2 separate regions of the Pan troglodytes genome follow, and region 1 is linked to region 2. Evidence: chromatin contacts called from public HiChIP or PLAC-seq data. All regions are on one chromosome and are shown on one strand. The core of a region is the stretch at or near the end of the contact, and the rest is flanking DNA. Distances in the headings are between cores, read along the strand shown. Region 1 holds the start of TTBK2 (tau tubulin kinase 2). Region 2 holds the start of CDAN1 (codanin 1).

Region 1 (2,820 bases), core at 270-2,769, 180 kb before region 2:
GCACTTCCTGAGCAAGAAGAAACAGATTCTATAGGAACAGTTCCAAGATTGAATATAGGATTAGTCATTTACCTTTCTATATTCTTAATCAGCTTTAATGACAATGTCACTTGAGTGAAGAAAAGGATTTAAAGTAAAAATGAAGTTCATAATTCATTACATTCTTTCCATTCATGGCAGACCCCTGGGGATCATTGTGATTCTTAAGTAGAAAGGACATTAGATATGGGGCATATGAGAGATCTGAGCTTTGGTTTTGCCACTGATTAGTTTATAACCTTAGGAAAGCTGTTTAGCGTTTTTCATGTGTTTTCTCTACTGTACATTGGTGGGCAAAGATGGGAGAGGTGCTTAATCTTAAGGTTTTCCTTCGCCAAAGCGACTGACACAACACTAAATAGAAGCGCATCCTGCACAGCGTCCTTGCTCCGCCCTCCTCGCTTTTCTTTGAAAGTCTTTAAGCACCTCCGGCATACACTTGCTCAGCATCGCATACTGGTGTGCACCGGGGCTGGCCATTGAGTCTTTAGCTGTTGGTGTTTCACAAAGGGAATGAAATCTTGTTCTTGGGTTGTGAAACCGTAAGGACACTCCGGTCTCCAAGTTGACATTCGTTTATGGAAGTGCCCATCTCCTTTCCTCGTCACACCTAAGGCTCTTCCCCAGTCCCCCAAAGATTATTAGCTTCACGTTAGGCGGTTCTGGGGACGGCGCCAATTTGCGGGATCCTGTCAGCGCTGATGCTGAGGAAGAGGATGGATCCTTAAGGCTTGCAGGGCCTCACGATTTGGGCCCTTCATCGCGACTGCCTCAGTGTGTAATTTCGTATCGTGACAAAGCATTTCCGATTTTATTCCGAAAAGCCCAACCATGGGGTCCCAACCATCCCTCTATAACCAATTTAACTGTCACGCTAGGAGAACACCTATGTGCGCAAACTACTTGTCTCGGAAGCCCTACTTCTCTCCTCGGGACAGGCGGGGAGTTGCGGCTATGGCTGGAACTACGAGGCCCAGAATTCTTAGGCGCATGCGCGCTGCCATTGTGATGCTCCTTTCCCGGTAACTCGCCCTCTCAGGCAAACCTGAAGATAGCGGCAATTCTCCGGTGGGGGGCGGAGACGGTTTCTGCCCGACTCTCCGCCCCCTTCGTGATAGGCAATGGGACTAGCCAACCGACGCTGCGAGTTCGGAACGCACTCTCCAATCAGCACCTGTAGCGGAGAGGTGGGCGTGCGCGCTGGCAGGGCAGGTGGGCTAGGCTGTGTCGGGTTACGAGGGGGGAGAATAACGTCGGGTCGGGTCAGCGGGCGCTGCAGTAGTCGCCGCAGCGGCGATGGGAGCGGTGGGGACGAGGCGGCGGCGGCGGCAGGAGGGGGAGCAGGTGCTGGCACAAGAGCAGCGGCTTGGGGGAGCCGGCAGCAGCAGTAACAGCAGCAGCAGCCGCCGCCGCCGCCAGTAAACGCGGACGGTACCCCAGGGGACTACCCAGCCGGCCCGCCCTGGAAGCCGCGCTCGGGTCCCGCCGCAGTCGGCGGTGGGGGATGGGCAGGCAGTGGCGGTCCCGCCTGCCGAGGGTTAACCCCCGCCGGTCCCGGTCCTGAGCTGGACCAGAGCCCTCCTCCAGAAACCCCTGCGTCCGCCACGGCCCAGGTAGGACACACCCCCCGACCCCCCAGGGCGCCGCCCTCCCCCGGTCTCGACCCCCTCCTCCGGCCGCACCCCTCGCCGAGTGACCGAGCCTGCTGAGGAGGGGAGGGGTACTGGGGACTTTCAGGTCGCCGCAAGCCCGGGGCTCGTGCCAGACCCCGTCACTCTCCATCTCGGAGATCGTTCTGGTTCTGCCCGATTTCCCCGAAGGCTGCCGCCCCGTTTTGCCCCAGGCTTTGGGTGTCTTCACTGAACTTGGAGGGTCACGAAGCTTCGTTCTGCGTCTCTCTCTGTGGGTGACCCACATATCACTTGTACCCATGCCACTTCTGGTACCAGCACCGAACACGAAGGATTCCTAGGAAATCTGAGCGCTTATTTCCCACCCCGCCTCCCCAACTATAATGGAAAGGAACATGGGACTACTGAATCTGTTTGCTGTGTTGTAACGACAGTGAAGGCCGCGACTTTCTTGTACTTAGGGTGCTGAAGTAATGATCTGAGGGATTTGCTCGTCATTTGCTGTGGCAGAGATGATGTTGACACCCTGGGATGCTGTGGGAGGGACGAAAGACTCACGTATATGTTCTGTCAAATCGGAGAAGTAAATAATCCATTGGGATGCCAGGATACTTTATTCTACAGCGAAGTTAATTTTGTATCCGTCGAGGCTACAGTAGAGGTAAAAATGACATTGAGTTGTACTTTGCTTTGAATTAAAGTTGATGGGTAGCAGCAATCCTGGTATTAACTCTTCTCTCTCATCGCTTTAGAAATTATTCTTTCTTTGAACATTAAAGAGGACAGTTTTATTATACACTTCTAATAATGTGAAGATGTTTTGTAATTCAGTAGAAATTGAGTTTCTGTGTGTGTAGGAGGGTCATGTTATGAATGGGCACATGTAGACACACACGCAGAGGGAGGATCCACTCAGTGTGTTTTGTTACAATGTTTGGTTCTGAGCCATTGATAATAGTTGCATTGGTATCTAAACCCTGATTTGCCACAGTATACCACAAAGATGTGTTGGCTGTGTACCTTTGGCTAAATGGAATAGAATAACGTTCATTTGGGGGTAGAAGGGGGAAATGATTTTAACTTATCAAGGGAATTGAATGCTATGTATTGCTTGCTTTATTTCCTTTTTTTTTTAAATAAAGAAGCAGTA
Region 2 (2,952 bases), core at 403-2,902:
GCAGCCCAGGACTGAATAGAAGCTAGGTGTTAAGTGTCCCTGCAGTTAGGAGATGTTTTCCTGTAATAAAATTAAAATATTAAAAGCTCCTTTTTAGTCCATTATTCTGTCTGGCTGGAGGTACTTTTTCCTTCTCCATAGGAAATACCCCTTCTACCACTAGAGAGATTCCTGCACCCCCACCCTCATCCTTCCGCCTGTAACCTTCCTTTGAACCAGAGGAACTCTCAGGAGGCATTCACAAGGGCACTGCCTCACCCCTCCTGGTTTGGTTTGACATGGAATGTTCGTGCCATCTGTTTTTCTCCGCTTGAATTCCCTTGCTTGATTTGTCACTGAGCAGCAACCTTCAAAATGCTCTCTCAGGTTTTTTTGTTTTGTTTTGTTTTTGAGATGGAGTCTCGCTCTGTCACCCAGGCTGGAGTGCAGTGGCGTGATCTTGGATCACTGCAACCTCCGCCTCCCAGGTTCAAGCGATTCTCCTGCCTCAGCCTCCCGAGTAGCTAGGACTACAGGCGCGTGCCACCACGCCCAGTTAATTTTTGTATTTTTAGTAGAGACACGGTTTCACCATGTTGGCCAGGATGGTCTCCATCTCTCGACCTCGTGATCCGCCCACCTCTGCCTCCCACTGCATTCCAGCCCCGGGGGTGACAGAGCGAGACTCCATCTCAAAATAAAATTAAATAAAGGAGATTAAGAAATTACTCAGGCCGGGCGTGGTGGCCCACGCCTATAATCCCAGCACTTTGGATCTGCTGCCCTCTCCCCGCCAAAACATTAGCTAGGCTATAGCCCTAGGGAGGCTGAGTCGGGAGGATTGCTTGAGCCCAGGAGGCCAAGGCTGCAGTGAGCCGTGCTCACGCCACTGCACTCCAGCCTGGGCAACAGAGCAAGACCCTGTCTCAATAAAACAAAACAAAAACAAAAAACACCAAACCCAAAAAAACAAACCTCAAGCTCCCAGAAGCTAATCATGATATGCTTACTGACATCTAAACTGCAAAGCAGTTGAAATATTAACCTCATGTAAACCCACTTAAGTAAATAAAGCTACATACAAGCAATTCTGTGTGCAGGGTGGCCCGAGGCACTTTAAGGGTTGTGGCTTGGGGATTATTAAGAACCTCCTAGAAATAATTCTTTCCTAAATGGTCAGTTGATGGTGAGCGCTGAAAAGCCGATGGGTACTGCTCGGCCAAGGGATTGAAAAATCGGCCTTTGAGAAGAACAAAGTCAAAATGAAAGATTAGATTATAATTTCTCTGGGGTGGTGCCAGTTGGATCTAGGAAACTTAAACTCGTGAAAGAATGTGCTTAGAGCAGAAGATAGAAGCTGGTGACTGTCTCTGCTCCCCTCTACCTCTCTCCCGGGTCCTGGGTCTCCCTAGAAGGGCGTCCGACCCGCGGCAGACCCACTCCCAGCTCGAATCCCTCCCTTCAGGTCGCTCCAGGGCGGGCAGCCAAGGTGGGCTTCCCCAGGCGCTGTGATCCACATTTCACCTCCTAACAACCGGCCTCTCGGCCAGGGTTGAGGACCCAGCGAGGCCTTGACCGTGGGTCTGGGCAACAGCCGGCTCCGCCCCGCCCCGCCCCGCCAGCCGGGTCCCTCCCCATCCCGCGACCCAACGGTCGTTCCCCGCCGCCGGCCCCGCCCCTCCCTGGCCGCCCGCGGCGCGCCGGCGCCTGCGCAGTCGTCCCAGAGCGCCCCGACCGGGATGGCGGCCGTTTTGGAGTCGCTGCTGCGAGAAGAGGTGTCGGTCGCAGCCGTCGTGCGGTGGATCGCGCGCAGCACCCCGGGTTCGGAGGTAACAGCGGTGACACGCCCCCAGGTCTGACTCGAAGCCGGTTCCCGCAGTGGAGTCCAGCCCTCCAGTCCCCTTCCTCTAGGGCGCCTAGCTGCCAGCCGGGCCGAGTGCACTCCAACTGGGCGCCGCTGCCCGGGCCGCCCACCCGAGGCGCGCCCTACGGCCCCGGCTGCTCACGGCCCGCGGGCCGGCGGCTGACCCTCTCGCCCCTCCACCTGTGCTTCTGCCCTAGGATAACGCTGGGGAGGCGGCCGCGCTGAGCTCACTCCGGGCCCTGCGGAAAGAATTCGTACCGTTCCTGTTGAACTTCCTGAGGGAGCAGAGCAGCCGCGTCCTCCCGCAGGGGCCCCCGACCCCCGCCAAGACCCCGGGCGCCTCGGCAGCCTTGCCAGGGAGGCCGGGAGGCCCGCCGCGGGGTAGCCGCGGGGCGCGCAGCCAGCTTTTCCCTCCGACCGAGGCCCTGAGCACCGCTGCCGAGGCCCCTGTGGCCCGCCGCGGGGGCAGGAGGCGGGGCCCGGGGCCGGCCCGCGAGCGTGGAGGCCGCGGCCTGGAGGAGGGTGTCAGCGGGGAGAGCCTGCCCGGAGCCGGGGGCCGGAGGCTTAGGGGCTCTGGCAGCCCCAGCCGCCCCAGCCTCACGCTGTCTGATCCGCCAAACCTCAGCAACCTGGAGGAGTTCCCTCCCGTAGGCTCGGTTTCCCCCGGCCCTACAGGGTGAGACTCAGCTCTCATGCAGGAGATGGGTACCACGAAGGCTCTGGGGAGTCAGTCATTCGAGCTCGGCGCTCTGCAGTGGAGCGCCAGGATGGGTAGAAGGCTGGGGGTGATGGTGAGGGTTTTTGTGGGGTTTTTTGGCGAGAGGTCTAGCTGTTGCGGTGGTGGAGGGGAGATGTTTGAAGATAGGAATTTGAGAAAAACCTGTGGCTACTCTCAGCAGGACGAAGCCTTCTCGCAGGATCAACCCAACTCCGGTGAGCGAAGAGCGGTCACTCTCCAAGCCCAAGACCTGCTTCACCTCACCCCCAATCAGCTGTGTCCCCAGTTCCCAACCCTCAGTCCTGGACACTAGCCCTTGGGGCCTTGGCCTTCCCCCAGGGTGCAGAAGTCTGCAAGAGGAGCGAGAGATGCTCAGGAAGGAGCGGTATGG

Evidence for each region. HiChIP or PLAC-seq counts read pairs in DNA pulled down with a chosen protein or histone mark.
Region 1: an H3K4me3 HiChIP or PLAC-seq map of stem cell-derived excitatory neurons shows a contact between it and region 2, with 4 times the contacts expected there. The contact joins the promoter of TTBK2 here to the promoter of CDAN1 in region 2. A contact is called at or near these places in 2 of 7 Hi-C or Micro-C datasets (induced pluripotent stem cells and stem cell-derived neural progenitor cells) and 1 of 1 datasets of contacts at active chromatin or transcription factors (stem cell-derived excitatory neurons).

The regions. Positions count from the first base shown.
Region 1 is chr16:34,894,265-34,897,084 of NHGRI_mPanTro3-v2.0_pri, reverse strand. TTBK2 (tau tubulin kinase 2) reads left to right here and starts at 1,519. Exons shown (of 16, transcript XM_063794820.1): 1 at 1,519-1,652.
Region 2 is chr16:34,711,049-34,714,000 of NHGRI_mPanTro3-v2.0_pri, reverse strand. It overlaps CDAN1 (codanin 1), which reads left to right and starts at 1,652. Exons shown (of 28, transcript XM_016928057.2): 1 at 1,652-1,808; 2 at 2,041-2,519; 3 at 2,740-2,946. The coding sequence starts at 1,719.